4 separate regions of the Mus musculus genome follow, and regions 1, 2 and 4 are each linked to region 3. Evidence: chromatin contacts called from public HiChIP or PLAC-seq and promoter capture Hi-C data. All regions are on one chromosome and are shown on one strand. The core of a region is the stretch at or near the end of the contact, and the rest is flanking DNA. Distances in the headings are between cores, read along the strand shown.

Region 1 (6,186 bases), core at 2,451-4,950, 1.2 Mb before region 3:
AGTCCTTCCGTGTTTGCATTCCTCTGATTTATGTAAGAATCCAGTAACCTCATTGTCACCTAACTTCCCTCTTCCCTATTTTCTTCTGTATAAAAAGTTTGATGCTCTATTTGACAAATTACATCAGATCCACAAAAAAAAAAAAAAAAAGACATTCTTCTATACTCATAGATCAGTGCCTTGCCCAACCATCATCATAGAAGCTTCCTCCTGAAGCAAATGAGAACAAACATAGAGACCCATAGCCAGATTGTATGCAGAGAATGACAGACCTTGGAACATTCAGCCCTAAATGGGATATCTCCATTAAATCTCTCCCCTAGGAGCCCAGGGAGCTCCATGAAAGAAGAGGCAGAACGAGTTAAGAGCCAGAGGGTATGGAGGACATCAAAAACACCAGGCCCCTCTAAATCAACATAAGCACAGCTCCTATGAGCTAAGACTAAAGCAGTGCACACAACACCTGCACAGGCCTGCATCAGGTCCTCTGTGCTTGTACTATGGCTTGCAGTTTAGTGTTTGTATGGCACTCCTAAGTATGTGAACAAGTGGATCTCTGATTCTTGGGCCTTCTTATGGGTTCTTTTCCTTCTATTGGCTTGGCTTGTCCAATTTCAATATAACAGTTTTTGCTTTATCTTAGTATATTTTGTTATAGATTTCTTTCTTTCTTTTTCTTTCTTTTTTTTTTTTTTGTTTGTTTGTTTGTTTGGTTGGTTTTTTCGAGACAGGTTTCTCTGTATAGCCCTGGCTGTTCTGGAACTCACTTTGTAGACCAGGCTGGCCTTGAACTCAGAAATCCCCCTGCCTTCCAAGTGCTGGGATTAAAGGCATGCGCCACCACTGCCCGGCTGTTATGGATTTCTTAAACAAACAAAAAAAATGAATGAGTAAATGAAAATCTAGCCACTAGGTAAAGTTAACAACTGAACTGTCACGTATACCTACTAGGAGGTGAAATCGGTTTTCTCCAATAGAGCCACACTGAGTATATCAACCACTCCAGGATAGGCCTCATGTTTAATTGGTTACAATTTGCAAGAGTAGGAGTGTGTGTGAGCTTGCATTCATGAGTGCGTGCTTGTGTGTGTATGATTTTATTTTAGGTTTTTGGTTTTGAGAAGGTTTTGTTGTATAGTTTTTTTGTTTATTTTGAGAAAGAAGTTGGATGGGAACTGGGGGAGAGGAAAGGTTAGGAATTGGGAGAAGGGAAGAATATGATCAAAATATATTAAAATTTAAACAATTTTTTAAATAATAAAAAAAAACTTTGCAAAGTTAACTGGGGCAGTGGAGGTGGGGGGCAGCTTAGCCTTTGCTAAGGCTGCTGTAAAGACTGGATGACCTAATATAGCTAGAATGGTACTTTGGCCAAAGGCAGCGTCACACCTGCCTGCTGCTACTGTGACCCTGTTGTCATCAGGACTCTACAATGGTAGCATTTCACACAGTCTGAATGTTTATAGGCTTAAGTACAGTTTGCTTTTCAGGTTCTCCTACATTGTACTCATGTGTTTCTCATGTTTGAGGTCTCAAAATTTGCCATTTTAATATTTCAGTTGCTGCTTTGAAATTAATTTTACACTAATCTTTTTAAAATTATTACAAAAAAATGCCTATCAAATTATAGGTTAGGTAAATGGGAAAAAACTACACATATAACCTACCATGACACATCCTAGCAAAAGACATAGACTCCAAGAAAACTCTTAGATGCTTCCAGAAAGGACAGCAAGCACCAAATGTGTATTAAATAACAACTACATAATACCAGAGATGGGAGAGGATCTTATGAAAAAGTTAAATCTAATACTAAATACTAGACATCTTATTGATATTAGTAATGTAGCTGGATAAAAATATGCAATAAATGAAAACTCAGTTCATTAAAATTGAAGTATCTGCACAAAAAGTACATTAAAGGTAGTCTAGTGCAGAAGAAAACTCTAAGTAGGCTATCCTTTAATCCCGGCACTCGAGAGGCAGAGGTTCTGAATTTAAGGCCAACCTGGTATACAGAGCAAGTTCCAGGATAGCCAGGGCTACACAGAGAAACCATGTCTCAGAGAAGAGAAGAGAAGAGAAGAGAAGAGAAGAGAAGAGAAGAGAAGATTGATTGTAAATAATGATTATCATAGTCTGGGGTTTTGTTTTGCTTACCTGGTTTGCAGGAAGAGAGTGACCAAACAGCCTGAGACCCAATTTCCCTGACTGTTGCTGTCCTCTCCAACTGCTTAGGATCAGCACCAGGAGGTGTCTTGTTCGGTGTGGTCATTTTTAAATTATTCTATAGAGAGACAAGCAATATACATTCTACCATGCCATGACAATCCTTCTGCAAAAATATAAAAACAGAATTTCAGTGCCCAGCGTTGTGGCACATATCTGTAATCCTAGTACTCAGGGAGGCAAAGGCTGCAGAAGCACAAGAATCTGAGTTCCAGGTCAACCTGGTCGACCACAGTGAGCTCCAGGACTACACAGAGATACCTGTTTGGTTTCAGACCCGGGACCAGGGAATGAGATGCATATTTTAAATACCAAAGCAGGACCTGGCTTCCAGGTTCTCCCAGCATCCCTCAGTCCCTATCTGGATATCCTGCCTGGAACCTTGAACTTTCCAGCCCAAGGGCTGGGCTGCCCTTCCCCCAGAGGTTTCTCCCTATATAAACCAGACGTTTTGGTCTCTCTTCCTGTTTTCCACTTCTTTCTCTGCGTGCACTCAACCCCTTCTCTCTTTCCTACCCCCCCCCCCCCCCCCCGCTTCCCCATGGAGATTTCCCTGGCCTTCGTCCTTGGGGCTAGTGAACTCGCCCATCTAAGATCAGCTTCCCAATAAACCTGCATTTAATATACTCTAATCTGGCTTAAACTGGCTAATTTCACTGACGGCAAAGAAATAAGCTATCAATACTCTGTCTACAGAAATATATCAAAAAAAAAAAATAAAGTAAAATTTCAATGGCAAAATAATCACTCATATTTCCTTCATCCTCCTTACCTTTTGTTAATCCTAGTAAATCTATGAAAAGTATGAAAAAAAAACTTCTTGGAGAGTGAAAACCATGTTAAATTGTTTCGGTGACTTTTATGGCTACTTTACACTATTGTAAATTATACTTATAATAAATTCCATAAAGTTCTGCTACAAGGCTAACATAACTATAGACCACCACCTTGACACGTCCCTTTGGATTCCAAACTATCCTTATAACCACCGCACAAACAATAATAATTTATAATTTACATAATCACAGAGACATACATTCCGTTAAAACATGAATACCATGCCATTGGAGATGTAGGGGGAGAGGGGCGGCCCATCTCGACACGGGAACAAAATTCAAAGAACAGCCAAGTAGATGAGACAAAACGCTAGGGAAGAAATGGGTTCCTGGCCTTAAACAGTAATACTGAAGGAGCTGAGAATTAGACTTGGGATCCTGCCTACCACCTCCGTCTTACCGGATTAGCAAGGCCCACAAAGCCTGAGGAGACAGCAAGCCTAACGCCGCCGAGACTAGGGAGAAGGGCTCTACCTGCGCCCGCTAGCACACAGTTCTCTAAACCGAGGGAGAGCCGCTGTCTTACACACCTGATTCGCCACAATTCCGGTTCTCAGGCCCCCGCCACTCCCACTGCGGCTCGACGATTCTAGGCTCCCTCAGTTCATTGGCGTCGCGGCGCAATGACGTCACCAACGTCATCACTCCCTCCAGGGCGCCGACTCTGCGCTCTGTCGCGCACGCGCACTATGCCCTCATGCCTTGCGCGAGGCGGCGGCTGTGCACCGCCATCTTTGCCGGTGGCGGTAAGAACACGCTGTGTGCTAAGACCTGACGGCTAGCGCTGCTTTGGCTACTGCACGCCCCGCTGTAAGGGGCCCGCTGTCTCCAGGTACGAGAATTCGCGGGAGAGGTTTGGTGTTAGGCGGCCGGCTGCCACCTTGGGAAGACTCTTAGGGACACAGTCGGAACGCCTGTAAGTTAGGCCTCAGTAGCGGAGACCGTAGCGCGTGGCAACCGGCTCCAGCTGCACATCTGGGACGCCGGAGCGTTCCGCGCGCGTCCGTTCGGCCATCCCGGCCTCAGGGCGTCTGTATTCCAGACACGGCCCGCTGCCACGAGAACGGTCGCAGATGCCATAGCCTCTGCTCGCCACCCTCCACTGCCCCTTCCCCCCACCCCCGCTCCCACCCTCAAGCTAACCCTTCTGTGGAGGACGCTCCGCACCCAGCAGATCCCCCAAGCTTCCCCTCACAGTCAGACGGCTATGTTGGCATTTGGTTGTAAGAAGTAATCCTTTTTTTTTTTTTTTAATAATTGTGGACTGACTCATAGCATCTTGCCGCCATGAAGTCCAGTGCTCCTAGTCCAGTCCCAGACTTTATGGAAATGATAGGCAAACGTTCTATCTTTCTCATAGAGCGACGTGTTCTCAGTTGGGACTGCGGTTAGTAGACCAAGTGAGTTTCCGAGTTGAGTGCCTGTCTTTAGGACTTCCGAGAAGCACTTTGTAGCACCCTGTCCTCTTCCCATTAGTGACTTAATCTCTTGTTTATTACCTCTTCGGCTTCTTGACATCAGGGATGCTGTCTTCAAAATGCCTTTAAATATCCTTTCTAGGCTTAATACATTGTAGGTATTTAGTATGTGTTGCAAATAAATGATGGTCAAAGGTGAATTTCTGAACCTCAAGAGCTACATAAGTATTTTCTCTATTTTGATGGTAAAAATGGTAACTAAGGAATAGCTGTCAAAAAGCTTTTATTGCTTTGCCCTTTCTTCCAAGGGACTACAAACTACGGAGTTAGAGTAACATTTGTATTGTAGCCTATGGTCCTGTATGCTGAAAGTAGTCACCCTGTGTCTGTCAGTTGATAATGTATTCACTATAATCAAAAAGCTTAAATATTTTTGAACCAAAATGTATTTAAGGTTTTATCTTTTCATAGCACTGCTTAGCTCACCTCTATAAATGAAACAACAAAGACAAAAATATGTTTCAGAAAAACATTCTAAGTGTTTTCAGATCTTTTTGTATTCCTAAAAGTTTTTCCTGTAATAATTCCTCTTCAGGTGTCTTTCTATTGGAAAGAAGGGAACTAACTCCATTTCCATAATTCTTGGAAATCGGGAGGTTGCACAAATTATGTTTACCTATGTAACCGTTATCCAAAGAATCTATATTTCTTTTTCTTAAATGTAAAATAATTTATTTTATTATTTAAATCAATTTAATTAGCCACCTCTAGTATATTTCTGTTCCCTATAAATATTACTTATTATAGGCTCTTATCATAGTGAAAGATTTATTCTCTGAAAATACTTTCATTTACTGGGTACTTTGTAGAAAAGCATTTTTTATTTGTATTGGAATGCATGGTTTATTAGTTTGTTTGCTAAAATAGTCAATTTCTTTGACGAGTACATGGTTGGTTTGGGGTTTTAAGTAAGCTTTAGAGGTAAAGTAAAATCATTTAATTTCTAAGTTAAACTTAGGAGACCTGTATCAGTTTTTAAAGAAATGACTTTGTCAGCACAACAGTTAAGGTTTTAGTTTTTGTTGATTTGGTTTGTTTTTCATTACTATAGCTTTGCTCACCTCTACCAAAACAAAGTAGAGCATTTACCAGTTTGAAATGAAGTAGTCTGGTAGTCTGTAAATGATGGAAACCTTGAGGTCTAAGAGTGTTCTTAGGGAGGAAGAGGAAATAGTGTAGGACAACAGTGAGGAGCAAGATTGCTTCTGTCCCTCCAAGTCTAATCATACGAATGGCTAAGTAAGTTGTGGGTCACAGATAAAGTCAGCATAGTATCTTTGCCGATGGATAGTGTTGGCTTTTGGCTTTTTCTTCAGATTTAGAGATAAACTAGACTATGAAGGCACTGTTAGAACTTAATCCCTTTAGTCACATGAGGGAGTTAATGTAAATACACTAAACCAAATATTATAAAGATTGTAAATTTGATCTGATCTTAATTCTCTATAGGCGTTATATAGAAAAGTCTTTAAGACATAGTAAGTATGTATACAACATTGCTACTACATAAAAACCTGGGCTGTAGCATGATGCTCATAACTCTAATAAGCATTTCCCACTTTCCATCAGTAGTAGTCATTATAGTCGGTTGGATAAGAAAATAAGTTCATGGCTGGGCAGTGGCGGTGCACGCCTTTAATCCC
Region 2 (6,150 bases), core at 3,646-6,145, 1.1 Mb before region 3:
CAACTTTTTTTTTTTTTTTTTTTTTTTGGTTTTTTTTTTTTTTTCGAGACAGGGTTTCTCTTTATAGCCCTGGCTGTCCTGGAACTCACTCTGTAGACCAGGCTGGCCTCGAACTCAGAAATTCGCCTGCCTCTGCCTCCCGAGTGCTGGGATTAAAGGCGTGCGCCACCACGCCCGGCTGTAATCAACTTTTAACAACCTCAACTACATGCCAAAAGCATTAGGCTATACTAATCTCTTAAGTTTTACTAAATTTAAGTATATATCTATCTATCTAGATATATAGACTATATGTATACATCTACGTTTTACTATATGTAAGTGTATTTTATGTATATAATATACATATATGCACATATAAAATCAGGCTTAATACTAGTAATTCTTACTGATTTAGTAAACAAAAAACAGAAATGGTGGTGGCAGGTTGCAGTATTTGAATGGATGAAACAACAATTTACAAAAGATTCAATATCAAATTTTAAAAAGTGTTACAAAGCTTTTAAAAGAATCGGTACAATCAAATTATAACATTTATAATAAAGCCAAATACCTCAACTGTAGAAATGTCAGGAGTCATAACCACCTTTGTGTAAAAAACACTTCCTAATCTTCAATACAATCAAGAACCATCATTAGCCCACTTTTCAGTCACTGACTCTACAAGTGCATTGCCTACTATGTGCTGCACATTATGTATTAATAGACTGCTAAGCAGTGAGAGACAAAAGCTGCCCATAGAATCTAGTAAGGAAAACACAAATTAGGCAGGTACCCAGTACAATAAGAACTAAGTCCTACAAAAAACAAAAGGTAGCAAGCACAGCAGCAAAAAGCAGTAGGGAAGGCCTTGCCAAGGTACCTTTGAATTAAAAAAAAAAAAAAAAAAAAGGTAACAACACAGAGGAGAGCAGAGAAGAGCAGACACAAAGACCACAAGGTGGCCAAGAAGCTGATGGGACTCAAGATGAAAGAGGTTCTACTTAGCCCCTAGAGTATCTATCCTACAACTCCTCTTTAAGAAATCCACCTCTATGTTTCAAAATAACCTCCAAATGTTCACTAAAGGGAGCAAGAGCTTGGAGTCTAGACTGAAAAACAACAACAACAAAATCACTCATCATTTCAAGTACACTCAAGACCCACCAGATATGAATGTGAAAATAAGAATATATTACACATCTTCCCTCCTAATGACCACACTAACTTAATCTATCTTGAAACGGTTATTCAGTGTTTGTCCTCTCTTAAAAATTATGTGACAAAAAAGGGTTTGTTGCATCTTTCTTTTTTACCCCCTCCTTCCAATACGGCAGACTCAGACGTGGGACTTCCCACATGCTGAGCAAGTACTCAATCTTTGGGCTATTCAGCTAAAGCAATTTTATTACAGTAAAAGGTAAGCTACATTTCAAGGTCAGTGTAAAAGAGAAGCCAAGCACAGTAACACACTCTTCCTACCACTATCTGCTCCCGTCAGGTAAGTGTCTCCGGCTTACCAGTCCTGTGTCCAGAGTCATACCCTGGATTTGTTTCTATAATAGGACAAACATCTACAGCATTCAAAACACAGTGTGGGTAGCAAATTAAAATAACTTAGCCACCCCCTGACATCTGGATCAGGTCATGTATCTGGAAAGAAGAGAGGCAATTTCTATTTGTGCATAATTAATCAACACATATTAGGACAAAATTCACAACAACAAACACTGTAGAAGCATAAATAATGGTCAGATCCTCAGTCCAAATCAGAAAATTGTAATTCAACAAATTCCTAGAAAGCAAGCATGATGACATGCACCTGTAACCATAAACACTTGGGAGGGGAAGACAATCAGCTAATTAGGAGAGAAAGTCATTCTTAGCTACACAGTAAGATCCAGGAATACCTAGACCCTGCCTCAGAAAGAAAGGGGCGAAAAGGAGGAGCACAGAGATGGTACAGTGGTCTTATGATTCCATACTGCTCCTGCAGAAAATCCAAGTTCAGTTCCCAGGACCTACTCAGGAGGCTCACAAGAACCGATAACTCCAGCAACAAGTCATCTCGGCCTCAAACTGTCTGCACACATTCACACATAAATTCATAATTTAAATATTTCTGTCAAAAAAAAACCCTAAAAAATTAAAAACAAGCATGGAACTACAAGAGAGTGCAGCCCAGTGGTAACAGTGCTTTGCCTAGCATGCGTAACAACGCATACAACTCTGAATTTGCTCTCCACCACAGAAAACAGGGGAGGGGTCCTGCACTTCAAATCAACAGAGACACATATACATTTAAAAAACCTGATTGTAAGAGCTAAAATTCAAGGGGAACCTCCTCCCCTAATGTAGCATGTGCTACCATGTTCTCATATGACAATATACTTTCAGCTTCAACAGGAATCTAATAGATGATGCTCATAAATGATAAACTTAATGTTGATAAATAATGTTATATGCAGGCATAACATCATAACTTAATACGTAATATATAATGAAACTATATTTACCTGACATGCTCTCACATAAATATCATACTGTTTCTTTTAGGAAATACTTAAACACCCTCACTCTATGCTACAGAGACTGAGGCTTCTTTAGAAAATTTAAATAATATGTCCCTAATATATCTAATTAGCAAAAAAAACATACTAAAAACATGCTTGGATGTCCAAAAGTATGCCTGTATATCCAGGGCTGAGAGTCTTCGTGACAACTCCACAGTGAAGCACTCCTTATTCTAAAAGAGGTGGCAGAAGCAAAGGAAGGAAACTATGAAAAGGTCCCGAAGACCAAAGCAACCGCACTTCATCACTGGATGTGAAAACAAGGTAACTTTACAGTTTTACAATGTACACACAGATCAAATCTAGTCTACGTGTTTATCGATTACATACATATAAATTCTCATTAACTAAAAACAATTTTGAAAGGCAAAACCATTATAGCACTAGGTCAAATTCATGGCAGCAACAAAGAACCTCTCCTGCAGATAAATGCTTTACGGATGCACACCTTAACACACGAAAATGTTTCCCTGGATGACACTAGAAAGACACTTTAGGACTGAGATGTGCTCTTACTTGCAGCTGTCGTCCTCAGAGTCTGATATCTCACTGTTGCTCTCCTCAGCCACCTCAGAGGCTTCTAGTCCCATCATGATTTTACTAACATCAGTTTTGAATACCTTCTCATACAGCAACTCATAAAGGAGAGCTGTAATTAAAGAAGCACAGTATGCAACGTTAGAGGCATGTTTTGGAAACAGGAGAAATTTGACAGCACCACCCAGGCTTCTGAAATGTTTAGTAGGTGTATATACAAACCCTTACAGCCAACAGCACCATTTACTCTCAAAGATACCTAGAAAGCAGCAGGAACCTTTGTCCGTGGTATATACAGTTCAAAATACCGCTTAAAATTACATTTTTAAAACACAAAGAGTATCAAATCTGTGAAGCAAACACATCAGGGAAAGTGAAAAACTTTAGTGAGCACTACTTGATTTACAAACATTAAAGCTTTGCTGTGTTCTCACGTTTGATCTCAGCACATGAAGTACTGTATTTTTAGTATCCCAGCTTTGGTATGTCACACAAGAGGCCTAACCCAAAGGTTTTGGATGGAAAAACTAAAGCTTCATTAGGTTTGCAGAAAAGAGAGTTGCAGAATTAGAATGCACTAGCTGACAAGGCAGAAGGCTTGGGTTTCTTGCCTTAGCTCTCCCGGATACTGGAACATTAGGTCAAGTACTCATCAAGTTTCTATAAGTCACAAGGAACTTTGCTCACCATAATCCAATCTCATGCTTTACCTTTACATAATGAGCTAAAAAGAGACTTACAACATAGATTCTTAGGGGTTTGAAGATGGCTCAATTGGTAAGTGCTTGGTATATAAACATTATGGGTTGGAGTCCCCAGCACTCCTACAGAAAAGGCAGGTGTGACACCAAGTGCTTACTTATGATCCTAGCACCAAGAAGGTAGAGGCAGAAGGAGCTCTAGCAGTTGCTGGTCAGACAGTCTAGCTTTAAGAAGTGACCTCTGGCCAAGGTTCAGTGAGCCATCCTCTCAAATGTAAGCTGGAAAGCCACCAAGAACATCCAATGTTGACCTCAAGTCGTATCACTTACTGTCTACCCTCAACATTTACACATATGCACACATAACACAGAAAGGGGAAAGAAAAACAAGAACGAAGGCTGGCCTCTGGCTTCTATATGCACATACATACCCACACATACAAGCCTAATATGCACACTCACAGATAATATAGTCTAAGTCATCTATAAAGGAAAGAATATTTAGATTTGCTCATTAAAAAATAAGTTCTAAAAGCCAGGCAGTGGTAGCACACAGTTTTTGTCCCAGCACTCAGGAGGCAGAGGAAGGTAGATTTCTGAGTTAGAGGCCAATTTGGTCTACAGAGCAAGTTCCAGAGCTGCACAGGAAAACCCTGTCTCAAAAAACTAAAAGGAAATAAATAAATAAATAAATGGGACAGGGAAATTTTTATACTAAAAACTCAAAAACAGGTGAGCTGTAAAACTCATTTACTACAATAAACTTCCTGAAACTAAGCGCACTAAGAACCCGTGCCCAGAGTCTAATCAATCTCCACAAACCATGTACTGCTCCTAGATTCCTAGTAAGAGGAGATCGAACCCCAGACTCACCCACAGGCAGTACAGGGAAGGCAAGCTACAAAGGCTGAAATGTCCTGACTCTGACTAGCAAGAATGGGGAGACACAGCCCAAAAGATAGCTCAATATTTCCACCTCAAAAACATGGCTTATACTTTTAAAACATTTACTTCTCTTACTTTTACTGATCACTTAAGACTAGAGAAAACAGTCAAACGTGGTGGTACTTGGAGTACTTGGGAGGCAGAGGCAAGTGGTTCTCAGTTCAAGGTCAGTCTGATCTACATAGGACATTCCGGGACAGTCTAGGTTACGTAAGTGAAACGGCCTCAAAAAACAGAAAGGAAAAAAAGAAAACAAGCAATTACATGTGCAACACTACTACTCATATGAGAAAAAAAGGGAGTTTAAAGCAGGAGGGGCCATTTCTCTCCTCCTTAACCAGCATTCTTGTGTGGAGGGGAGGGGAATTTAGCCAACCAGCAAATATTGGAAAAACCTGTAGAAACTAGATTTCACAATGAGGTAACAAATATTACCGACATCTACTGGGTAGAAGCTACTGTGGTACTAAGCATCCTACAATGCACAGGGAAGCACCCAACGGAAGCATCTGGCCCCCAATCTCAATAGTGCCAGTGATAATACAATCAAATGAAGCATTTACTCAATCACTTGCATTTTTTTAAAGCTATACATTAACAACTTGGAAAAAGAACATAAATCCTTACTAAGGCTATGAGGCTTAGGCTCTAATTCCTATATGAAGACAAGATGATACTTACACTGACACATAGCAGAACTATCTTTATATGTTATGGGATAGACAATGTCATAATGATTTCCATTTGAAAAACACAGTAACACCTGAAGGGAAAGTAAGCAACATTTCAGTCAATCACATTTAACATTCACAAAGCAAACTGTCTTCAAAGCCTCTGAATAATAATGCACATTCTCAAAATCGTATTTCAGAAATAACACAGCTCCAATGTTGTCAGACTAGTCCCCCACAGTATGCTGAAGAGCCAGGTAGCACTGTCACAGCCAAGTCTGTTGTTTTTTGAGACAGTCTGGCCTCAAACTCACTCTCTAGTGGACACTGGGCCTCCAAACTCCTGACCCTCCTGTGCCCACGTCTCCAGTTACAGATTAGACCCCGAATGCCCATTCTGAATATGTTTACAGAACCACAAAAAAACAGTAAGAAGTCATAAGTGATTGCAAACATCTGTAATCCCAGCATTTAGGGAGGCTGAAGCAGGAGAATCACAAGGCAAAAGCCAATCTATATAGAGACCATATCAAAAACCTAAAATAAACACCAGACATCAATATGTTCTCAACTACTTAAAAGAACAAGAAAGTTAAGGTGTTAAGTGGTTAAGAGCACTTACTACTCTTACAGAGACCCAGATTTGTCTCCCAACACCCACATCTGGCAGCTCACAACCACCTATAACTGCAGCTCCAGCTGACACTTGTGGCCTCTGAGCATCTGTACACTAATGCAAATAAA
Region 3 (6,676 bases), core at 2,845-5,344:
GAACCAAATACTTCTCTTTAAAACGTTGGGGTAGGGGGTTGGGGGTAGACCTTTAATCCCAGCACTTGGGAGGCAGAGGCAGGTGGATTTCTGAGTTCAAGGCCAGCCTGGTCTACAGAGTGAGTTCCAGGACAGCCAGGGCTATACAGAGAAACCCTGGCTCAAAACAAACAAAAAACAAAAAAAAAAAAAAATTAAAAATAAATAAAAAGTAAAAGGGCAGAGGCTAGGCATAGAGATGCATATTTTTAATCCCAGCATTTAGGAGTCAGAGGCAGGTGTATCTCTATGAGTTTGGGGCTAGCCTGGGCTACACAACAAGTCCCAGGGCAGCCAGAGCTAAATTAAATGAGACACTGTTCGAAAATAATTAAATAAATAAATTAACTAAATTAAATAAAATAAAAGAACGTGTAGGAGCGTCTATTACTGTGTATGCATTTAAAAATTAGCATTCCTGGCCTGACAAGATGGGTTTTGCGGGTATAGGTGCTTGTCAATCCACAGAACCCACATAGGAGAGAACTGATTCCTACAAGTTGTTCTCCCACCTCCATATGCACCACACACACACACACACACACACAAAATTAATTAATTGATTAAACATCTTAAAATCACATTTCCAGCCAGGTGTGGTGGCACACAACTCCCTCTAATCTCAGCACTTGGGAGGCTGAAGCAGGCATATCTCTCTTGAGTTGAGGCCAGTTTGGTCTATACAGCAAGTTCCAGGTCAGCCAGGGGTCTAGAGAGACCCTGTCTCAATAAAACAAAAACAAAATTAAATCACCTTTCCATCATGCAGTAACTTCAAGAAGCGCTTTAGGGGACTATAAGAAGTACATGAGAGAAATATTTGCAGTGACCCTTCTACTCTAAATCTTCAGTTGTTGTTGTTTAGGGGTGTGCTGAAAGTGTGGCTCGAGATTGTTTTGAGTTTTGTTTTTATTGAACAGGCTTTACAGGTCAGACCACCAGTTGAAATGGTCACAGAATATAAAGCTCTCAACCAACCTAACAACCTACACAGAAAATTCCAGTCATTTGACTCTTCTTAAAGACAAGTAATTTTTATACAGGAAGAGCCCTAGAAGAAACACAGGAAGAGTTGTTGTCTAATATTTAGCTAATTAGAGTATAGAAATGTTTTTATTCCAGAGCCTTTTATCTCTTTATAGTGATCTCTCTCTCTCTCTTTCTCTCTCTCTGTTTTTACCAAAACTGTTATTATAGGTATTTGTCACTGTTATTATAAAAGAGAAAGCCCTGGTTTCCATTGTTCCCTAACTAACCTCTGATGTGGTCAGGCCTCAACATCTACAAAACCAGCACTGGGGGTTGGGGTGGGATGGGGGTGTGGTTATAGGTAGAACATGTGCTTAACATGTGTATGCCAAGACCCTGTGTTCATACCCCAATAATCTAACCAAAACATAAAGTGGCATGCTGATTTAAATTATTTTATAAGTTACTTCTAGCTGGAAATATTTATCCTGCTCCTACTTCTTAGATTTTTATTTATTTACTTGTTTGCTTATTGATTTATTTGTTTGGGGGTTTCCAGACAGAGTTTCTCTGTGTAGCCCTGGCTGTCCTCTGTAGACCAGGCTGGCCTTGAACTCAGAGATCTGCCTCCTGGTGCTGAGATTAAAGCTGTGCACCACCCCCACGAAGAAAAAAAAAGCCTATAATACTACCATAAGGATTGTTGGAAAATGAAACAGTATTTCTAAGACACAATAGTGTAAAAAAGTTCAATAAGCAGAATCCAAGGGAACAACTGAGCTCACAGAGTCCATCTTGTATCTGCCAGAACAAGAAACTCTAGGGAACTGATTCACCATCAGCAACCTTCCTGTCCACTCAGCACTGGGGAAGGCAAGGGAAAAGGCATTTGGCAAACCCAGACATGCGGGGCTATAGGCCACACACGTCAGCAGGAACTCCATCTCAATGCTGAGCAGAGATCTAGCCTCACTGTAACCAGTACAGTGGAGCATCGTAAGTAGCCTCAAAGACAGGAGCATGTCACTTCTCCCAGCTCCAGGAACAAGAGATTCCCCCTTCATTTGACTGAACTCAAAATCCCAACTTAACAGTTTCCCAAAGGCTCACAGAAAGGTTGTTTCTAAAACTAACTGGTAACTATACATACTCTATGTTGCATTTAAATTTTAAAATATGTTAAATTTAAAGGGGAAAAAATTAAATATAGAAAGCTTTCCTATCGAAATCACTGTTTAAATAATTCAATCCAAACGATTCCAGAAGTTACTCTAAATGGAGAAATTAGGGCTGGGGAAAGAAAAAACACTATTCAGAGAGATCATCCATTCACTTCTGTAAGGTTTTAATAACAAGGTAAAATTTCAAATATCTACATGGGCACCTCCTACTTGGGAAAGACTGTGTGTTCTTCTGTCCTTATTTGGGTCCATTGCATGGTTGATATATTCGATCTGCCAATAAACCTGGAACCTAACTCATGAGGTCAAAAACATATGAACTGAAGAAACTCAATTAATATCTATGAAAAGCAGAACAAGGTTGTCTGAAGGTGGGGGAGAGGGTATAAAACGCCAGTGACACGTCCCATGTTCCCACCAGTGTCCACAGGTCACATTACAAAGCTCCTACTATTCAGAGATTGGAGCGGAGGTTTTAACCCATCCACACTTCCCTGCCAAAACATACAGTGTGCATAGTCTAACACAGTCTGCAACTGTTGGACGGCTGCTGTAGTAACGGCAGCCCAGCAGCACACGGAAGTAGTGTCCCGTAAGGAAAGAGTGCAACGTGTCAGTACAATTGGGAGTTTTAGTCAGCAACTAAGGCACACTAAAAATTGAAGTTTGGAGCAAGGGTATCCTTTTTTCCTTTTTCTCCTATCCGCCGCTCCCGCCAATAATCTCCCCCAAACCCCTTTCTCTCCAACAGACTTTTTTTTGGGGGGGGGGGGCGGCAAAAGGGAGGAGTCGGAAATAGACTGGATAATGAGGTCTATTCCAGGATAGATAAAGAACTCCTGGCAACCTATAGTCCCTTGGGATGGGATGCTACTAAGAACGAGAGGAGTAACTTTCAGTTTCTGTACCCTCACTCCGGCACTGAGCAGAAGTCATTGATTGCCCGCAGAAAAGGCAACCTGCACTCCCACTCCCCTGCCCCATTCCTAATTCCCTCCTGGGCTAGCAAGTGAGAAGAACCTGCTAAAAGCCCCCCTCTCTCCCGCTGCGAGACAGAGGGCTGTGCCGCAGCCAGGGCGGCCGCTCCTCCCGGGGACTCGCCGACGAGTTCAGAAGTGGGAGCCGGCGCGCTGCAGCCGGCGGAGGTGCGGCACTTACCCCCGTTCACTCCGACCGACGGCTCGAGCTTAGCGGCGCCGATCGCCACCACTATCCCGACCATGAACCATTCTTTCCTCGCCCTCTCCAGCAGCCTCATATTTGTTAGGGCGGGTGGGTTTTGTTTATTTGTTTGGCTGGCTTGCTTTCCAAACTGCGATCCCTAAATCCCCGGGGCGTCTCCACACTTTCCTCGATCCCTCCAGACATGCAGCAGAGCAAGTCAAATTGCCACTCGTAAACTAAAGACCGAGGGGTGGCTCGGGCGGCTCCGAGGCGGGCTGGGAGTAGTAGTACCCAGTGACAGGAAAGCCTCGCTGAGCGCCGCCATCACTACCACGCACCTCAGAATAGACGCGCCCACCCGCCGAGGACCAGGGCGCAGGGGACGTAAAACGGAGGCACACCAGGAGCACGCAAGTGAGACGAGTCACGGGCTGCACTAACAGGACCCGCCGCCGTGCATACACGGCCAAGCTTGGGGAGGCCCGCAGTGGGAGAGAGGGATGAGGCGCCCCAGACGCCCAGCCTCATCATGGGTGTCGCTGCAGTAAAGCTATATTGACGGCGGCCCGAGCCCCGAGACATGCCTTGCAGAGAGCGTCTCTCACTCTGCCCTGAGCCCGAGAGACCCGCGGCGTGCGCTGGGCCGGTACCGGGCTGCGCCGTGGCGGCGGCTGCGCGCGCCAATGCCTGCTATGTCTATGCGCGTATACTCGAGACATTACGGCGACGACCGACGTCGCGTTGACGTTGCGCGGGGGGAGGGGAAGCCATTCGCGGCCTCTGGTTCTCGGCGGGAGCGGCGGCGGCAGACGCGTGTGGCGACCGGCGCGGGAAAGCGGCTTCCTAGTTAGGGAAGCGTTAGCCCCGTGGGTAGGTTGAAAATCGGTGGCCGAGCAGACGTCCGGGACGGCAGGCCCCCCGCCTTCCCGCAGCGGCGGCGGCGGGAAGGCGGGGAAGGCGGGCTGGGCCTTCCCGCCAGGTCGGTGGCCTGCCCGGGCCTTTCTGCCCGACCGCCTCCGCGGCCAAAACCCGCCTCGGGAGTGGGGAGGACGGCCGGGATGGGGCAAATCTTCCCTGGGGGGCGGTGAGAGAGCGACCCAGGCTCCTCCCCACCCGTGTGCCGCGCGTGGGCGGGCGATTCCGGAGGCCGCGTGGTGCGGGCCTTTGCCTGACCCCGAACCACTAAAGCAACAGGACAACTGAGAGGGGGCCAGGAACTCAGAACAAAAGCAGTGAGGGCCAGATCCAGGGTGGAGGGTCTGATGTCCGCCCCCTCCCCCAACCCTCGGTTTCTTGCATTGCATTTTGGCGAATCTATGACATAGTTTCACGAATGGTCTTCCGAGCATCAACCCTTCCTCTTTATGCACCCAAAGAAAGAAAGGAACAAAGTATTGTGGGACATTTTGAAGCAGCCTGGTATCAGCTACTTGAATAGTTTACTATGGAACGTAACGTTCGAAAGGGATTGTACCAGACTTTCATTCTGAATGCATTCAAAGCTTGAAAGAGACTCGGCGTGCAATTTGCTCTATTTAACTTTATCTTGCTGACATGACTCGCTATCCAAAAACTAAGCTGCTTTAAGCAGTTGTGCTATCAGTTCTCAGTTGCACAGCCCCCACTGCTCGGTAATTACGCATCAGGCAGCATGAAGAAAAGCTAATCTCAAGATAAAAAGAACTTAATAGGGAGACATTAAACAATTTACCAGGCAAAAGAAGTACATGAAATGTGATAAAGGCTTATTATAAGACAGTCACAAGGTAAGTGGAGTTCTAGGAAGTAAAATTTATAACATAATTTTCTTCAGTAATTTTGCTTGGTTCAAAAGGAAAAAAAAATCTGCCTCAGTCATCGAATACTCAAAAGGTCATCACAGATAGTGCTGCTTAAGTAAGGCTGCTCACAGAGTCTTTCTAGAGATTTTGACCTGTTTAGAACAAAATCTTAATTCATAGAATATTTTAACCGTAGTTTTGTGAATTGTATTGTCAAGGACTGTATTAGTTTGCTAGGGCTGCTATAACAAATAGTCCCCTCCCCGAGTTAGCTATACTCAGACAATAGACATGTTGTTTTACTGTTGCAGAATAAGGAAATCCAAAATGGAGATATTGGAGGGCCATGTGTTCTAAAGGCTCTTTCCAGCTTCTTGTGGCTGTTAATATTCCCTGGCTTCCTTGATTTAGGTTCTGATGCTCCAGTCTCGACCTGGTTAGGCATCACATCTCCCTCCATATGTTTCAAGTGGCTGCTCTCTGCATCCTTGAGCATTCATTACCTTTTTTCTGTGTGTATCTTTAAAAGATACTTGTCCTTGGATTTAAAGCCTAACCAGATAGTCCAGAATAATGGGTCATATTCATTTAGATTAAGTTTATGAGCCTATATCCTTTCTCCAACTTAACTGGAGTACCATCCCCTGTAAAAGACACGTTTTCCCATGACCTCAGAAGGTGACTTGTAGAAATCAGATGTTGATAGGTATGAAAAGCTGCAGTTCTTCTGAATGTCATACAAAGGTGTGCAGGTGGAGTGTAAGCACCACGTAGGGTGGAGAGAGGAACTAGATTGAGATATCTATAAGCCAAAGTAGTCTAAGAATTACTGACAACCACTGGAAGCTAGGAGGGAGTCATGGTACAGATTTTTGTTAAGGCTTCTGATAGAAACTTACCTTCATACTTCGTGACTTCCTGAACTGTAAGAAAATCAATGTTTTATAACACACCTCCCACCCCCAGCCCTTTCGCAATGCATTGTTACAGCAGCCTGAGGAAACTAATACAATAATATTCACAGGTGCTCGTGTGCAGTAGTCCTAGTGGCTTTTCTGTTCTGTTCTGAGACCCAGCAGCTGTCACCGGTGAGCTACTTGGAAGGCCGATTTGGCGAGCTTGTAGGAGGAGCTTGAGACCTTCACGTCCCCTCCGACTCTCAGCTGGAAGGCAAGATGGTTGAAGCAGATCGCCCAGGAAAGCTCTTCATTGGTGGGCTTAATACAGAAACAAATGAGAAAGCCCTTGAAGCAGTATTTGGCAAGTATGGACGAATAGTGGAAATACTTTTGATGAAAGACCGGGAAACCAACAAATCAAGAGGATTTGCTTTTGTTACCTTCGAAAGCCCAGCAGATGCTAAAGATGCAGCTAGAGATATGAATGGAAAGTCCTTGGATGGAAAAGCCATCAAGGTGGAGCAAGCTACCAAACCATCTTTTGAAAGTGGCAGGCGTGGACCACCTCCACCTCCAAGAAGCAGGGGCCCTCCCAGAGGTCTTCGAGGAGGAAGTGGAGGAACTAGGGGACCCCCTTCACGTG
Region 4 (6,065 bases), core at 3,319-5,818, 1.1 Mb before region 3:
ACTAACTGGGGTGGGGTGGGGTGGCCATCTTCGTTTTTGATCTGCCTGCTTAGTGATGGGCATCACTGAGAGTCATGGGCCTGTGGTTTCATCAGCTTTCTGTGCCCTGGTCATGCTCCTGAAATAAAACGGAAGAGGACAGCGCAGAGCCGTTGGAAAATTCCACCGGACCCGTCCCCTCCTGGAAGAGACAGGTCAGAGAGCATGTAGGCTGGAAGGTAGAGGCTAATTAGGCCCCTACTACCTTATTCCCTAAAGATCTATCCGTTTAAAGGGCGAACTGTTCTGCCAATCAAATTGTCCCTAGTTGCTGATGCTCTATTCCTCCCCGGGAAACTGTATAGAAATTTGAAAGGGTCACTGGTGAGGGAGGGGAGTTGCCGCTTCTCCTTTGGGTCTGGGATGACCCCAGTGCACTGGAACAATAAATTCCTCTTGCTTTTGCATCGATTCTTGGTCCTCGTTGTTCACTCGGGGCGGGGTGGGGGGTGGGGAGTTCCCTGGTAAGCTAAGGCTTGTTAGTCTTACAACACCACTGACCAACCACAGCCACTTTTTGTTTCCCCCTAAGAAAAATAAAGAACAGATACAACCAAGTCTCGTCTAAATATATTTTCCCCAGTTGCTTTCTCTTATTTTTTTTTCTAAAACGTTGCTTGCTGAGGACATTAAAAACGGCAGTAGATATGGAGGTTGGGCAAAGACACACAATGAAGAAGGCAGCAGATAAGCTTGTGTTACTACGCCTGGCCTTAACATTTCAGTTGTTATATCAAATTGAGATTACTTTCCATTAGTTTGGGAAATATACACAGGTCAGCATTACTGCACCTGGAATGGAGATTACATTTATGACAAAGGTAAAAATTTATTTTATTTAAAGCTTGGCTGTGGAAGTCACACCTTTAATCCCAGCACTGAAGAGGCAGAGGCAGGCAGATCTCAGAGTTCAAGGCCAGTGTAGTCTACAGAGTGAGCTCCAGGACAGCCAGGGCTACATTGAGACTCCCTGTCTTTAAAAACTAAAAAAGAAATTATTTTATTTAAATGTTCTTTTAATTTATTCTTTGACAATTTCATACATATGTCCTTCCCCTCCTTCTCCCTCTTCCTCCTTTTTTTTTGAGACAGGGTCTTACTGTGTAGTCCCCAGCTGACCATAAACTTGCTATGTAGACCAGGCTTGCCTTGAACTCACAGAGAGGCACCTGACCCTGCCTGAGTGTTAGAATTAAGGGCTCCCACAGTACCCCATTCTAATGTCTTCTGATTCTATTCAGCCCCATTAGCCTTTCATCTCTCTCTCCTGCTGAACTATAAAAGTTTACTCTTGTGTGTGTGTGTGTCTGTGTCTCTGTATGTGTCTGTGTGTGTATGTTTGTGTGACCTGCTGAGTTTAATTATGCTTGCTTGCACCAACAGGGGTTAAAGGTTATTTACGGTCAGGTTGACAATTTACCTGTGTTTACACCACTGAAAAAAGCAAACATTAACTGCCAATTAGTCTCCCTGAGGGTTGGGGCCTAAAGAGCACCTTCGTCATCTGTGATGTCATGGATCTTGTGCAGGTAACCTCGCATGCTGTGAGTTCACCAGCACCATGGTCATGCTGTGTCCAGAAGAGCCAGGAAAGGGCATTTCAGAGCACACTTCCCTCCTCTCCACCTCTTACATTCCTTTTGTCTCCTCTTCCGTGATGTGCTCTGAGCCCTGGAGGGTTAGTATAGATGTCCCATCAGGCCTACGCACCCAGCAGTCAGCTCTTCCCAGCACTTAGATGAGTTGTGAGTCTCTGTACTCACTGCTGCTCTCTGCACACAGAACCTTCTCCGGCCAGGGCAAAGAGCAGCACTAATCTATGCATGTAAACAGAAATACCTAGAGGGCAATTTGACACCAGGCCCATTTAGCAAAACAGTACCAGTGCTTTCCCCACCAGTACCTGAGGCCTCTCTGCTTAAGGCTCCAAAGCCAGGTTTGCTTTGCCAGGCATGAATCCCTCCTATGGAGCAGCCTCAGAAGCAATCAGAAAACAAAGTTCCTTTTAAAGGTTGTTTTGTTTATTGCAACAGTCTTTTGTTCTAAACTACTTTGAACAATTATCCACGAAAGTCTGTTCACTGAAGTTATTAGTAGTTTTTGTTTTGCTTTGTTTTTGCTTTGTAAGACAGGATTTCTCTGTGTCCCCTTGGCTGTCCTGGAACTCTCTCTGTAAACCACACAGGCTTTGTACCCATGGAGATCAGCCTGCCTCTGCCCTCCAGGCATCAGTATTAAAGGCCACAGAGTGGCTATTACTAGTTTTATTAAAGTGATTATTAAGGTTGTGAATAACTTATTTGCTGTAGTTTGAATTTCCTGGAGAGCCTTGAAGAGATGTGTGGGTATGCTGACTACCCAGTGTCTCCGGAGTTGTGTCTCATAATGTTATAACAAGTAAAAAACACAATTTACATCAGTCAAATTTTGGTTTTCAAACACAGCAAATAACGGATTGAAGCTATTACCACATAACAGACTCCCTTTGTTCTTATTTTTCCTCTTGCTGTTAGCAGAAACTATTGAGTTGTCCACAATTCAAAGATGAAGTTTTGAACCAGATGTGTTTTTAGTCTCACTCAGGAGGCAAAAGGGAGAAGCAGGGAGATCTCGGGTTTGAGGCTATCTCGGTCTACATAGTACATAGTGAGTTCCAGGCCAGCCAGGGCTACATAGTGAGTTCCTGTCAAAGAAAAAAAATCAAAGAAAGAAGGAAGGAAAAGAGGAAAAGAAGAATGAATACTTTAGAATCCAGACCACACTGCCGCGTAGGCTGTAACACCTTCAGCAGCCCTCCCCGTCACAGATCTTGATGACTAGGAGCCCTCTGTGAATTCCCAGCTATCAGACCTTCAGGGGCTTGGACTTCTCGTTTGAGGAAGTAGGTTTGTAGCTGCCTTCACTTTTGTCCCCATTCCTCTCCTTGTTGGCTGTTGGGGAATCTGAAAGCCCAGGTGCAGTCTCAGCAGTGAAGCTTCGACCTTTCCTTTTGGAGTATTATAAAAAGGGACCCCACCCCTGCCAGGTAGGCCTGGTTCCTCCTCAGAGCCCCCGCCAGCTGTCTGCCTGCCCACCCATGGCATTAATAAACTCTTCTGATAAACTTACTTCTCCAATCTGTCCCCCTTGAGCCCAACATCTGAGACCTTTCCAAACACCAAAGCTTCAATTCTGAGAAGAACCATATGACCCAATCAGCTAAACCACTATGTCCAGTTTGAGTTTAGAATCAGCCATGTGGAAGAGGGTGACTGGGGGGAAAATCTAAACTCCTAGAACTGTTATGTTTTCAATATTTTCCTATCATGTGGCTCACAGTTCACTTGTAGATGGACACACATATACAACCAGGGTTCTTAGTTTTTGCCCAGTACATTTGACATTAAAGGCTATAATTTGTAGACACCTTTCACATTTGTCCCCATCCCTCTCCTTGTTGCCTGCTGGGGAATCTGAAAGCCCACTTGATGTTAAAGAAATGATTTTTGTATTTTCACATATGGATTTCCAAGTCACAGGAACTGGTATATGTGTATGTGTGTATGTGTGTGTGTATGTTTGTGTGTGTGTGCACATATACATATATACCTCTCTTTCTCTCTCATTCTCTCTCTCTTTCTGTCTCTGTTTCTCTGTCCCTGTCTCTCTCTGCCTCTGCCTCTGTCTCTGTCTCTCTTTCTCTCTATCTCTCTGTACATGCTGGGGAGTGCATATACACATGTGTGTGTGAAGGCCAGAGTTCAATGTTGGGTATTTTCTATCTCTCTTTTTTTTGAGCCATGATCTCTCACTGAACTGGGAACTTACTGATTGGCTAGTGAACAAGCCTCAAGGATCCTCTTAGAGTTACTTCCCCAGCACTGGGGACACAGGCAGACACCTTGTGCTAGCCTTTTTATGTGGGTGTTGGGATTCTAGACTCAGGTCTTCATGCTTGTGAGGCAAGCCCCTTACCTCCTGAACCATTTCTTTAGCTTACTGAACATGGTAGAGACTTTTACAGGCTGGAGAGATGACTCGGTGGTTAAGAGTCATGCATGCTTGAAGACCTGAGGTAGAATCCCAGAAACCATATAAAAGCCGGATACACAGCATGAGTGTCTGTAATCCCAATGCCCCTGTGGGGAGACTTGAGATAGGGATCCCAGAAGCTCACAAATCAGCTGGCCTGATACATGCTGGAAGAAAACAACAAAGAGATCCTTTGTCAAGCTGGAAGGTGAGGGCTGGTAGACTGGTACCCAAAGCTGTCCTCTGACCTCCTCATTCACTCTGTGACACACGTGTACCTTTCCTTACACATATGTGCAAGTGCACACACACACACACACACACACACACACACACACACACACACACACTGCATGCCACAGACTCCTCTTATGGTTAGTTTAAATGAGAAGTCACTCATGTTCCTGGGTATCTGAATAAGAGGTACCCAGTTGGTGACACTGTTTGTGTAGGTTTAGGAAGTGATGTCACCAGGGGCAGGCTTTGAGCCGTGTCCTGTACATTCTCTCTGCTTCCCACTTGTGGTTGGAGAAGTGAGCGTTCAAGCCTCAGCTGTTTCGGCCACTGTGCCTGCACTCAGCCACAGGGGCCCCAACCTTCTGGAACTATAAGCCTAAAATAGACTCGTCATGGTGTTTTATCCAGCAATAGAAAAGTAACTAAGACGCCTGCCTTTGAGTAATGACAGCCAAGAGTGTACATTTGCTTACTTTGGCTTTGTGAGCTTTTCCAGTAGGTTGGATTTCTTTTTTCTTATTACTAGTGAAATAAAAAAGAAAATCACACTAGACAGATTTCTTTTGTCTTCAGAAAACAGTCCATTACAAAACAATTAACAGTAAGAACACACCTAAGATACAAAGCGTCATGCCAGAATCCAAGTCCTGTGCTTCAGGAAGAAGCTAATGATTGAAGCCTAACTCCCAGTACAGCAGATCCTTCCTGTACCTTCTATGCATTTGGCCAGGAAGGAAAACAAGTTAGGGTCTCTTGGACAAAGGGACTAAGTGAAGGCAGCCTCCAAGACACCAGAACACAAACCTCAAACACACACTCACGCCTGAACTGAGCGACCCTGGGTGCCTGGAGCAGAATTCTTCTTCTCTTCCTACACAGCGTTTTCTGAACTCTCTCCTATTTAAAACGTGGAGTGGGAAGGCTTTTAATCCTGAGATTTTACTCTTGCCACCTAGGAACAATAATTTGAGGCTTTCTAAGTAAGTAGGGGTTGTCATGGAGACCAAAGGAAACCTTTCTGAGGTCTCTTTCTGCATGGAGCACATCACTCTAAAAATGATGTGAAGTTCCAAGGATGCTGAGATGCGTTTAGGGACTCTTGGACTTGCTGAGTGAGCCGCAAGTCTTCAGAGTTCCTGTGCCTTCAGAAAGGAATGTGCAGACATATTGTCTGTTCAGGAATAAAATGGTTTAGCTTCTGTTGAGAAGAATTTATGAATCATCATCAAACTTACAGATAAACATGACTTGGCAAGTTTTTTTTAGAGTTTATACTCCGCCCCCACAGACTTCATTCTATAGAAATGTATAGCAAATACCCACTCGCACACAAACAGAAACTATGTGACGTGTACATGGGGTTATTTTGTTGTTATATTATTTGTAATGGCGAAACCTTACGTTTTTAAATATTTTTTTTACCATTATTTGTTTATTTGTTTATGTGTGTACAATGTGCCATGGTACACGTGTGGAGGTCAGAGGACAATCCACAAGGGTTGCTTCTCTTCTTCCACTTTGTGCATTCTGAGGATCAAACTCAGGTTTTCAGGTGTGATAGCTTGATGGTAGTCATCTTGATACATCTTGGGAGAGGCAACATCAACTGAGGAATTGCTTCTATCAGATGGGCCCATAGGAATGGTTATGGGCGTTCTCTTAATTGTTAATTGGTGTAGGAGAACTGAATCCACTATGGGTGGCACCATTCCTAGGCAGGTGTGCCAGGTCTATATAAGACAGATAAACACGGGGAGCAAGTTAGTACGTGGCATTCC

Evidence for each region. Promoter capture Hi-C pulls out the DNA fragments that hold promoters and counts their contacts. HiChIP or PLAC-seq counts read pairs in DNA pulled down with a chosen protein or histone mark.
Region 1: a contact with region 3 is called in a promoter capture Hi-C map of liver, with 5 times the contacts expected there. The contact joins the promoter of Abce1 here to the promoter of Rbmxl1 in region 3. A contact is called at or near these places in 7 of 39 promoter capture datasets (the 3T3-L1 cell line, the C10 cell line, cranial neural crest and 2 more), 2 of 484 Hi-C or Micro-C datasets (B cells and muscle stem cells), 1 of 115 datasets of contacts at active chromatin or transcription factors (extraembryonic endoderm stem cells) and 1 of 9 other capture datasets (liver).
Region 2: a promoter capture Hi-C map of liver shows a contact between it and region 3, with 5 times the contacts expected there. The contact joins the enhancer-like site here to the promoter of Rbmxl1 in region 3. A contact is called at or near these places in 6 of 39 promoter capture datasets (the 3T3-L1 cell line, the C10 cell line, liver and 2 more), 1 of 484 Hi-C or Micro-C datasets (CD4 T cells), 1 of 115 datasets of contacts at active chromatin or transcription factors (astrocytes) and 2 of 9 other capture datasets (adipose tissue and liver).
Region 4: a contact with region 3 is called in an H3K4me3 HiChIP or PLAC-seq map of pro-B cells, with 8 times the contacts expected there. The contact joins the enhancer-like site here to the promoter of Rbmxl1 in region 3. A contact is called at or near these places in 7 of 39 promoter capture datasets (the 3T3-L1 cell line, the C10 cell line, the HPC-7 cell line and 3 more), 3 of 115 datasets of contacts at active chromatin or transcription factors (astrocytes, large pre-B cells and pro-B cells) and 1 of 9 other capture datasets (embryonic stem cells).

The regions. Positions count from the first base shown.
Region 1 is chr8:79,709,254-79,715,439 of GRCm38.p6, reverse strand. Abce1 (ATP-binding cassette, sub-family E (OABP), member 1) reads left to right here and starts at 3,700. Exons shown (of 18, transcript NM_015751.2): 1 at 3,700-3,897. It overlaps Anapc10 (anaphase promoting complex subunit 10), which reads right to left and starts at 3,677. Exons shown (of 5, transcript NM_001357234.1): 1 at 3,596-3,677; 2 at 2,161-2,287. The coding sequence starts at 2,275.
Region 2 is chr8:79,652,711-79,658,860 of GRCm38.p6, reverse strand. It overlaps Otud4 (OTU domain containing 4), which reads right to left. Exons shown (of 21, transcript NM_001256033.1): 6 at 5,417-5,498; 7 at 3,069-3,201. Among named protein-coding and RNA genes, the nearest start is that of Gm51579, 16 kb to the right of the region's middle. Within about 2 kb of position 4,895, at least 8 of the 459 cell types and tissues checked have an H3K27ac peak or open chromatin away from gene starts, as enhancers often do. A contact at or near this core is called in liver, where this site is marked.
Region 3 is chr8:78,506,346-78,513,021 of GRCm38.p6, reverse strand. It overlaps Rbmxl1 (RNA binding motif protein, X-linked like-1), which reads left to right and starts at 4,094. Exons shown (of 2, transcript NM_001252089.1): 1 at 4,094-4,223; 2 at 6,205-6,676. The coding sequence starts at 6,310. Slc10a7 (solute carrier family 10 (sodium/bile acid cotransporter family), member 7) reads right to left here and starts at 3,694. Exons shown (of 12, transcript NM_029736.2): 1 at 3,348-3,694. The coding sequence starts at 3,447.
Region 4 is chr8:79,611,679-79,617,743 of GRCm38.p6, reverse strand. No RefSeq gene overlaps it. Among named protein-coding and RNA genes, the nearest start is that of Otud4, 25 kb to the left of the region's middle. Within about 2 kb of position 4,568, at least 50 of the 459 cell types and tissues checked have an H3K27ac peak or open chromatin away from gene starts, as enhancers often do. A contact at or near this core is called in the HPC-7 cell line and pro-B cells, where this site is marked.